Regions from separate parts of the Drosophila melanogaster genome. Here region 1 is linked to region 2. The links are chromatin contacts, called in public Hi-C maps. All regions are on one chromosome and are shown on one strand. Each heading gives the region's core, a stretch centred on a gene start, on an enhancer-like site or on the middle of the called end of the contact. The rest is flanking DNA. Distances are from core to core; before and after follow the strand shown. Region 1 holds the start of lncRNA:CR43836 (long non-coding RNA:CR43836). Region 2 holds the start of oc (ocelliless).

Evidence for each region. A called contact is a pair of places that touch in the nucleus more often than the background predicts.
Region 1: a Hi-C map of the Kc167 cell line shows a contact between it and region 2, with 1.7 times the contacts expected there. The contact joins the promoter of lncRNA:CR43836 here to the promoter of oc in region 2. A contact is called at or near these places in 2 of 107 Hi-C or Micro-C datasets (the Kc167 cell line and the S2 cell line).

Annotation. Positions count from the first base shown.
Region 1 is chrX:9,046,788-9,052,005 of dm6, forward strand. lncRNA:CR43836 (long non-coding RNA:CR43836) reads right to left here and starts at 2,204. Exons shown (of 4, transcript NR_073642.2): 1 at 2,003-2,204; 2 at 1,627-1,942. Nost (Nostrin) reads left to right here. Exons shown (of 8, transcript NM_001298100.1): 3 at 2,463-4,148; 4 at 4,250-4,335; 5 at 4,398-4,623; 6 at 4,681-5,218.
Region 2 is chrX:8,649,086-8,654,304 of dm6, forward strand. It overlaps oc (ocelliless), which reads right to left and starts at 1,596. Exons shown (of 4, transcript NM_078536.4): 1 at 1,009-1,596.

The DNA.
Region 1 (5,218 bases), core at 954-3,453, 400 kb after region 2:
AATTGTCTTTTGACTTGTCACACACTCCACTTTATTGCACTCCACCTGCCTCCGCGAAACGTGACATATCGCAGACGGTGCGATTAACCCCTCTCGCTCCCACTGCCGCTTATTAAGCAAACAACGCCCCCCCCCCCTGGTTGAGCATCTTCTTTGGCTGCTCTGCTTCTTGCTCGATGCAAATGCTATTAGCCGCAACAACAAGTGCAAAATGTAATTAAATTGTTTTACTTACTACGGTTTCGCACGTCGGCCATTTGAATCGCGAAAAGTGTAACAAAGGCAACCCAGATATCTAGAGACCTACGAGTACAGTGGTCACTGAGTAAGCGCGCTTACCGTTCTTCTCTTCAATTAGCTTGGAACTTTTTCACCAAGCCGTTTATGTAAATTCTATATTACTAAGGGAACTGAATGACTAAGCTAATGTAGGAACCCTCTATAGATACTAGTTATCTTCTCGTTTCCGAGGCTTCACTGTGGAATATATGCATTTGTAGAAATTTAGCACGAACCTTACATCACATTACAGTTATAACAACAACTGGGGGCTTAATGATCGTCGCTTGTCCCCAGTTCTTACCCGCCCCCTCTCTTCGTCGTCCCCCATTCCAGTGCTCCACTTTGGGATGCAATTGCAACAACAGAAATCGGAGTTTACCCGCGTTATATGCTCATTTGTAATTAGAAAATCCACTCTGCCCAGGGAAAATGAGAAAACAATTTGCATTTCATTCAAGCGAAGTAATGGAAATTGGAAAAGGGAGGCGGCGAGGGAGAGAAATCGTTGAGAATAACCATTATCTGACTTAACTCGAAAGTAAATAGTTCATAAATAAATGATTTATATAATTACCAACACGGAATGACGGTGGATAGAGAGGCATAAGAAGAAGACGAACAGCAGCGGAACGAAGTGATCGTAAAATAGGCACAATACCAGAAATTTGAATGGTAATTTCTAAACAAAGAAATATTGTTAAATTTCCTATAGGTATTTACTTTTTTTAGCGTGCATAAATAATTATAAAGTTAGGTCAAGAAGATCAAAAACAATATGGGTCCTTTGAATGAATTAAATTAAAAAGAGAAATTTTAATGGGTTGGCTTATACATATTTTTTAATATATGAATCTGTTTTTTTTAACTGATCCTATTAGCTTGATCGTTGCTGTGGATCCACACTTGATCGGACAGACACAAAACAGAAAAGGAGACAGACAGACGTCGCAGTCGGCGTCGCTGTCGATGGGGGCGCCACGGGCGGCGACTTTGCAGTCGCTGGCTTAGTTTTGTTATTCCATTTATTCCAGTGGCCAACGCAGCGATTTGTGCGTCCGCTTCTTCTTCCCCTTATCTCTTCCACTGCGCCGCGTCCCTTGCCTTCCTTGCTGGCCCTCTTTATAAACCCCCCCCCCCCTTCCCCCACTGAGCACAAAACCGATTTGTAATCTCTACCTGCATCGAAAACTGGAGCAAAGAGGAAGGGAATCGGGTGAGCAACAGTGGGGGAAAAGGTGAGAGCACGGTGGACAGAGAGGGTTAGGGGTCGCCAGAAGGTGAAGAAGGGAGCGACCTTTTCATTACATTTCTCCCTATTCTTAGCACCGTTCTTAAGTCACTTACCCATTCCTTCTCCTTCGGCTCCTTCTTGTTTTCCTGTTCTGTTCGGTGTGTTTATGTTATCTGTGTACACTTTGCTATGTAGGTGAAACATCGCCTGCTTATGTTACTTGCTACAGGGTATTACGGGTATAACGGATGGCTATTTCGGATTAACCATTTATGGAAGAATGTGCTTCCAGTGGAATTTAGATTGCCTTAGGCCATGGTTGCCACTTTTCATATGAACTAAATTAGGGAGTTAATAGCTTTTACATTTCATTCAGTGCCTCACTTGCTCGCGTTTCTTCTGCAACGAAAGGTGTACAGTTCAGCATATCTAAAATAACAAACAGATAATAGTTATTAGTGATAACGGTAAATGTATGCAAGTGCATACCTACTACATTTTAATTGTTGGTAATGTTGAGTATCTGGTTGCGATATGATTTCTTATGCAAGAACTTATTAAAATAATGTGTCTCGTTTGAATAAAATGAATATTTGTTATTTCCCGTATCACATTTACATGTTAACACTCCGTAGAATACAATTCGCGAACTCGATTGATGAATTATGACAGCACTTTGACCAATCTGATTCTTTCCAAAAAAACGGATGCTTTCCCATCGACGAGCGTCACTTCCAGGTCGACTCTCGCTCTCCTCTTTTGTCGCTCTCTTTTTACCTAGAAGAAGCCCCGTTTGCTCTCCCCCTTTTCATCGTTCCCTTCGCCGCGTTGCATTTGTTGTTGCTTTACCTTTCTCACGCACACACACACACACAGACGCACGAACGAGAGTGCAAGTTTAGGAATTGGAATTTTTGTAATGTTTTTGTGTGTCCCATAAATCGAACAGCCGTCAAAGATGAACCACCTGCGGGTGCACAAATTCAAGCTGGGCGGCAAAGATAATGCCGCCATGGCCGATTTGCCCCAATCGGAAAACACCACCAACAATAACAATAATATCGGAAGCAATAATAATCAAAAAGGCGGTGCAAAAGGATTTCTGGGAAGGATTAAGCGCTACTCAGTGTTGGGAAATAAACTGGGACGTCGTAATCTCGGCAGTATGAATTTGAATCCGCCGAATAATGTCGTTGATAATTCCGTTTCGCCCACTAAACTCCATACTGGAAGCTACAATATGACCGGTAGCCATTCCGATGATCATCGCCTGGAAATCGGAGCTCCGATTTTAATATCGACTACAACATTGGACACCGACCGTTTCGATGTCACGGAGGCGAGACTCAAACAGATTGGCGGCGGCATAGCCCAGACCTCCAGTATAGTAAGAACCCTGACGCCCAGGAGTTCGGATGAGGAGGAGTTTGTGGACGCCAGGAGTAGTCCGCAACAAATGGAAAGGGATGAGGATCTGCAAATCGCTGATGATCAGGTCGAAAAGAACGATCGCGATCAGTATGGTCATCAATTTCAGCTTCCTAAGAAACAACATCGTGAAGAAGAGATGGGGGACTTAAAATATCTAGACGATCTGGAGGAACCAGAACAATTTGAGACGCCCAAACACGAGGTGGAGGAAAAGCTCCTGACTGCCAACCAGGATGTGAAGCGCCCCATAACGCCCATAACCATTGCCATAGATCCCCCAATCAGACGACCACGTATTGCCCGCCAGCAAAGGCAATCGCAATCCGTTCAGAATCTGCATCGCAGCGAACTGAAGGTATACCTGCACAAGTCCAACTCCGTGGCGCTGGACATGAATGTCACGGCTCCGGCAAAGCTGGGCTTGGACTTGAATCTGCCCGAGTTGCCGGAACTCTATGGAGCCAGCGAGCTCAGTTTGGCGGCCAGTGATAATAAGGAAAATCTGCCAGCGGTGAAGCCATCCGCTGAGCGATCGCCCATACCAAATGGTGGCTTCATGGCCCAGCAGCCACATTTCAAGAGCCTAGACTCGTTCCACCTGAACACCCGCTCCCATTCGAATCAGAGCTCCCAACAGAGTTCCCGCCAAAGCTTGGCCTGCAGCAGCAGCAATGGGGAATACGACTTTGATCTGAAGTCGGTGAGCTATCAGAGCCTGAATGCCCAGAATCTGTTCGTTTCGATTGACGAACTGCAGGAGCTAACGCGTCAGATCAACGAAACGGAGGATTTTGGCAAGGAGATCGATCTGGAGTACTGCGCGCATCGCGATCAATTGAGACCCAGTGAACGCAGGATCACCCTGCTGAAGAACAAAAACCAAACGTTGATCAACTTCAATCACAACAAGGAGAAGCTGCGTAAGGGCTGGCACGGCATGAAGCACTGGCTGGGCGAGGAGGGCTCCAAGATTAAGGAGGCAGTGCGTCAACAGACGCCCCTCAAACGTCTGGCCCAATCACGGAGCAATCTTAACCAGTCAACTGCGGATGCCAGTCGCCAGTCAATGTCGCCGGAACGCACTCAACGCGATGTAACCGAGAGCTGTGAGGATGTCACCGAACGCACCGAAATGGAGTCGTCCATGTCGCACCGAAACAGCGAGGAGGATCTGTCGCCGCATGCCAAGCGGTTCAAGGATGAGGTACAGGTTTAGCTGTTTGTTGTTGGTCTGGGGTTGCTCCATGGGATGGGTGTATTGGGGGGTAAACTGTATACTAATGATGTTATTGCTATTCTAAACAGGGACAGAACGGCTTCGAGGAACTCCGGCGATATGTGAAGCAGGGCGGTGATTTTAGCAAGGAGCTCATCTTTGTCCTGCAGGAGAGGTGAGTTAAAGATCAAATTTAGTTTGTTTGTTTCATTCAAATTATGTTTTTAAACCTTACAGAGCCGATTCGGAGCTGATCTACTCCAAGTCGCTATCGAAACTGGCCAACAAGCTGAACAAAGCGGGCAGGGAAATTCCCGGGAGCGTGGCCGACGCCTGGCGTGGAGTGGCTACGGAGATGGAGAGCCGCAGCGACATCCATCGCCAGTTGGCAGCCTCGCTAACGGATGAGCTGGTCAAGCCGCTCAAGATCGTCGTCGAAGGACATCACAAGGCGCGCAAGGCGGTAGGTACAATTTAAAAGCCAGCTAAGCATATAAATTTAAGCCAACCCAATCCTCAGGTGGAAAGCAACGTGGACAAGGCGGCGCGAGTACTGGGCGAATGGCGAGCCAGCGAGGCGAAAGCCAAGAAGGCCTCCCATACGGCGGCGCGCGAGAACGAGAAGCTGCAGGACGCAATGCTGGACGTGCGCATCCAGAAGTCACCATCGATTGCCCTGCTCCACCAGGGACCCAACAAGCAGGCCGCAGAAAAGGAGCTCAAGTCAGCGGAGAAGGATTGCGTCAAGCTGGATAACAAGCGCAAGAAGGCCGAGGAGGCGGTGAAGCGTGCGGATGTGGAATACTACACCCTGTGCGTGCGTTCGGAGCGAGCACGCGTAGACTGGGAGATGGCCGTGCTCCGGGGAAGTGCCCAACTGCAGAGCAGCGAACAGCAGCGGCTGGGCAATATGCACAACTTTGCCCAGCAGTATGCACGCCTCATCTCGGACATGAATCCGATACTCGGTGGCCTGAGCACACGCCTGCAGCCGCAACTCGATGCTTGCAATGTGGCTAAGGATATGCAAGTGGTGCGCCACATCCGCCGCAATTCGG
Region 2 (5,219 bases), core at 346-2,845:
GGGAAGTGGGAATGTGGTGATGTGGGGATGTTGGGAATATGTGTGAATAATGTGACCCGAACGGGTCCGTCGGCTGTCTTCTATTGTATCTAGTATTGATTTTCTTGGGGTTTCTTCGCCGTTGGCCCTATCATTTTGTTAGCCTTTTTTCTATATCACATTTCTCGTATCGATTTGGTCGGCTCTTGCTGGCTTCTTTTTGTTTTGCCTAATTAGGGGAGGCGGCCTTAATATGCCCATTAAAATTATGAAAATCATAACGAATCTCCGAAACGCGCATTTTCTCACATTACGATCAGCACATTAGTCATAGGCGGAAATTTCCTGACCGAAACCAGATTTTTAAAAAAAAGGCTCCATCATATCACGAAGAGCTGAAGGAACTGAAACAAAGTTTCGGGCATGGAATAGGTAACTCTATTGTTGGACTTGGGAGTCCCCGAAATCAATGAATAGTATTCCAATTAAAGACTTCTAAGATCCATTGAATCTGAAGCTAAATAAAGACTAGTATATGTGGCAAAATAATATCGGTTGATTATAGCATTTGGAAGAACATTTTAACCTTGTAAATATATGTAGAAGTGTAAGTGAAAAACAAAAGATCTGTCAAGTTCGGCTAATCGAAAATAGTGAACCAAACATATTATAACATATCTCTAAAGTCTGAGCTTTATAATGAAGAATGAAGATTGGCTCAAGAATAAAGTTGAAGCGATAACGAAAAAGAAAATAATTAAGCTTTACAGCGTGTTAGATCTTTCAATATTATTCCAAGTTTAAAGAGTGTATTTCAAATATGTCATAGATAATGTAAGACTTGTGACCTAATATCTCTGCTAAATAAACAAGTTGATAAGAGTAATCCCTAAGATAGATTCCCGCTCCCCCAAAAACTACTTAGGTCTACAGATTCCCCATGTAATCCGTGCTTATCTCTCGGCTCCACATTCCTTGCTGGATATATAGATTGCTACCGATTTCTCGATATCGGCGGATCGCACTCACCGAAAAAAAAACACAAACAAAACTAGAAGCAAAACGGTGCTGTATTCCAATGGTGACTTGTTTTCGGATCCAACTACTATATGGTTATGGCATGAGTATATTTTACACATGCATATATATAAAGATATATATGTATATTTATATATATATAAATATTGTATTCCAGAGATGTATGTTTTTTGGGCGATGTTTATGGTTTAGCACTGGCAACACGGTAAAAAAACAGATTCTCGTCACTTGGCACTGCGTTATATCCAAAAGGATATATCTCTCTGTATTACTTAGTATTCTCCTCTGGGGCTCTTTGTTTCTCTATAGCTGTGTTAGCTATAGCTTCTCGTGTTGATATTTGTTTATTTGTGTTTGATTGGTTTAGTTTGCTTCGATTTGATTTGATTCGGTTTGGCGACGGCGAATTGATTGTTGTTATTGGCTTGCGCTGGTGCTTGCTTGCTTATCGGCGAACGCGGCGAGTGGCGAGAGCGATCGAACGAGCGGCGAACGGGGCGAATGAGCAACTGAGCAACTGGGCGACGGACGACGCACAAAAACAACCCGAGCGGCACGAAAGTTACTCTGGAAATGAATTGCGGTACACCTTCCACGGACGATGGCAGCGGCGGCAGCAGCGCAGCGAGCAGCGGGCAGAGCAAAAGTCGTTCGACCAGAGTCTGCGAAAAAAGAAAAACAACAAGAAAAAATGTTGGAAGAAGAAGCAGGAAAAAAACAACAAACAAACACCAGCGGTGGTGGAAACGAGAGGGAGAGCGAGTGAGTGCCTGCTTTTAGCAATGGCTGCCCGGCTCTCTACCGCGCGCCAGAGTGAGATAGCCGTAGTTTCGCTCCGTTCCAGTCGTTCAGTATTTCGCTCTCTCTCTCTCTCTCACTCTCTTGCGGCATCTCTCTCGCACGCCGCTTACAACCTGACTGAGTGGGAGCGAGACAACTGCTGGTGGTACCGTTTGCTGAGCAGCTGTATTTACCGCTGTGTTGTTGCTGCTGCGCGTGTGTGTGCGCGCGTGTATGAGCGTGTGTGTACGTTGCTGGTGTGCGTTTGAGTGTGGGACCACACCCCAAAAAAATTCAGTTCAACAACTTTGTTGTTGCCACAAGAGCAAAAAACGAGGAGCAAAAAATACATAGTCATAAAAGGAGGAAAAAAAAGCAACAACGTACCTTCGTATTTTTGCGCGGCAGCAATGAAATTTTAATGAAAACGACAAGACAGCGAAAACAACGCAAAAATTTGTTAGCTAACAGCGAAAGATAAGGAAACGGGGGTAGGTGGCGACGGGCGTTTAAAGGACGCTGGTCAGTACCGCTACTTTTGCTACTGCTGCTGCTACTGCTGCTACTGCTTCTTCTTTAGCTTCCTCCTCTTCTACTTCTGCGTCGCAAATTGCCATGCACACACAACACCAGCGGCGAAAGCGCGACAGGGATGGGGAGAGCCAGCCACTCACACTTGGCACGCCCCCTCTCTTTCGCCCCAATGGGCGGCCCCCATTGTTCAATTATCATTTACGCAAAGTGAGGCGAAAAGAATCGAAACTTAAGGTGGATTTGGGTTTAAAGTCTAGTTTGCTATTCGTGGGCTAAGAATTGCTCAAAAGAGGTCTTTAATAAATGATTTCAATAGATATAGCTATTATAATTATGATTTAGTTTTGCAAAGCGGTTTTGTTAGTTTTAATTTTCAACTAGCTTATAATTATTAATTAGCTTATTTATAAATTCTCTACCATGGCAGTCTAACTGTAAATGATATTTTCGAGCAACCAACACTTTTTGTGCCCAAACATTTTTTTCTGTTATATTTTTGCCTTGTAGCTGACGCAGGAATAAAAATTCGCAGAGTTGGGTGGTTTGGGGGAGCAGCGGAAAAAACCTTATCAAATTTTTATGACAATTTGAAATAGCTGACGACAGTTGTTTGGCCATCTCACTCGCACTAACGGCCCGCAGGTTTGGGCGGCGAGAAAATGTTGCACAAATATTTTATGGATTTTTCTTGTTGAAATTGCTGTGTGCTTATTATTTTTTTTTTATCCAGCTACCGCACTTTTCCCATTTCCAGGCGGGCAAATTAAATTGTTGCGGCTAATTGATGTGTAGATGAAACATGAGGCAATTACCCTTCGAGGGGAAAAGCTTAGCGCACAAATTGGGACTCGGACACAACGAACGGGAAATCTCGAAAAAAAAATTGTACAGAGAGCCCGAAATGAAATAAAACAAAAACCTAATTTTCATGAAAAATGTTGCGGGGAAATGTAAAATGTTTTTGGAGTAAAATTCACGGAGGCAAAAACTGCGCGCAAATGAAAAAGTTTTAGTTAGACAAAAACTGTAATTTACTTACACAATTTACAAATAGTTAATTTAAACTTTCAATAGGAAGTTTGTTTTTTTTTTCACTTCAATTTCAATTGTGAAAAACCAAAATTGAAATAAGACTTTAACAATTATAGGTCTTATCTTTTGGAGTATATGTAAGTAACTAACGCGTAAATTTCATTACATACGAATAAAAACTACAACTGCCAACATGAAAATTGTATCTTTTTTAGTTCGGCCTTTTTCAGCGTCAGCGAATAAAAAACGCAAAGCAAGTAAAAAACCGATTTGAAAATGAAAATACTCAAAGTTGAGCGCACATATGTACACGTGGGTGTACTTTTGCCATCATTTTTTATTTTCTCCCTATTTTTTTTTTCTGTTTTGTTTGTTCGCGAGTCGCCAGCCGCGAAAAGTTCGCCGCCATTTGCCCCAAAACATTTTTCATAGGCGACAGTTTTGATTGCTCCGTGGGGCAAGAAAAAAAAAAAAAAGAACTGTGAAGGGGCGGTGGCGGGGGGTCTTATGTGTGGGTGTTCAGGTTTTCGACTAGAAACGCAGGCAACTTGCCTTGCTTACCCCCCTCCACTACTTTTTTTTTTATTGCGATTTCTTCTGCCCATTTTTTCACAATTTTTTCGCTTTTTTTTTTTTTTGCTGGCTGATTAACGACAATTCGTTTGGCTGATTTTTTATTGCCCAGCACATTCATTAGCCTCTGTCGTAGGCGCGTGGCATGCAACATGCACTGCACAAAATAAATAAATATGAGTAAAGAATTTGAAGGCAACAAACGAATGACATTTATACATTTCATTCAAAGTATATTTTTATACATCTTAATAACTGCCGGAATAAATCGATTTCAACTTTGCAGTTTCTATAATATGTGGCAATTCGAACAATATTGTTTGCAGTGTGGGGAGGGTCCCCCTTATGACACCCCCCCCCCCTTCGTCTTCCTTGCGAGCCAGTAAATTTCATTAGCCTCAAGCCGCTGTCTTTATTGTCTTCGCAAAAGGGGGTTTGGTTTACTGGCCGGGGCTGTGGCGGGGATCTAAGATTGCGGGGCCAAAGGGCGTGGCAGTGGCATTATGAGGCGGTTGTGTGGGCGTGGCATGAACAGCCTGATTAAATAAGCTCGTTACCCCGGCAACAGTCCATCAAAGATTGAAGAAGTTTGTTTCCAGAAGGAGCCCACTCAAAGGGAATTGGTTTCTATATTTCATTTATATATACCCAGATAATCAGGCTTTACATTTCAATTGCACTCGAGCGGTGTAATCTCAATTTAATCTAAGTTTATGGATTAATAGCCTTAATCAACATTGGGTAGAAATGGGTAGGCATGTTATAACATTTGAGCTGCGAACCGTTTGAATCAATAAAAATGTCAAGAGATCAGCGGAAAACCGAGGAAAAACCAGCAGCACGATTAGTTTGTTGTGCGGCAAGTGCAGCGGATACAGATCTCGTGGATTTGCCAATATCTCAATGCATTTTACCCAGTTTCATTAAGGCGATCCGCAGGATCAATGCATCTGTAAAGGAGGCTAGGTAGGCGTAGAGCCCAGCGGGTAGGTTCTTCAGATGCGAGATGCGAGATGCAAGATGCAAGATCCTAGATCCGAGTACCAAGGCTACCGGGATCTCGGTCTTAATTCGCAGTGCGTGGCCCGATGATTATAATGGCTTGCCTTTATGCTCGCTGATGGTTTTATGATGCGGTTAAGCGCTCGCAACCGCAAAGTGGCCGCGCACACGACGCAGGACCAAGTGGCAAGGAGCCCAGGCAGCGGGACAAGGACGACTGCGAGTGCACTGCGAGAAAAGAGTGGAAAGAAACTAATTGGAATTTCAATGTTTGCCTTCAA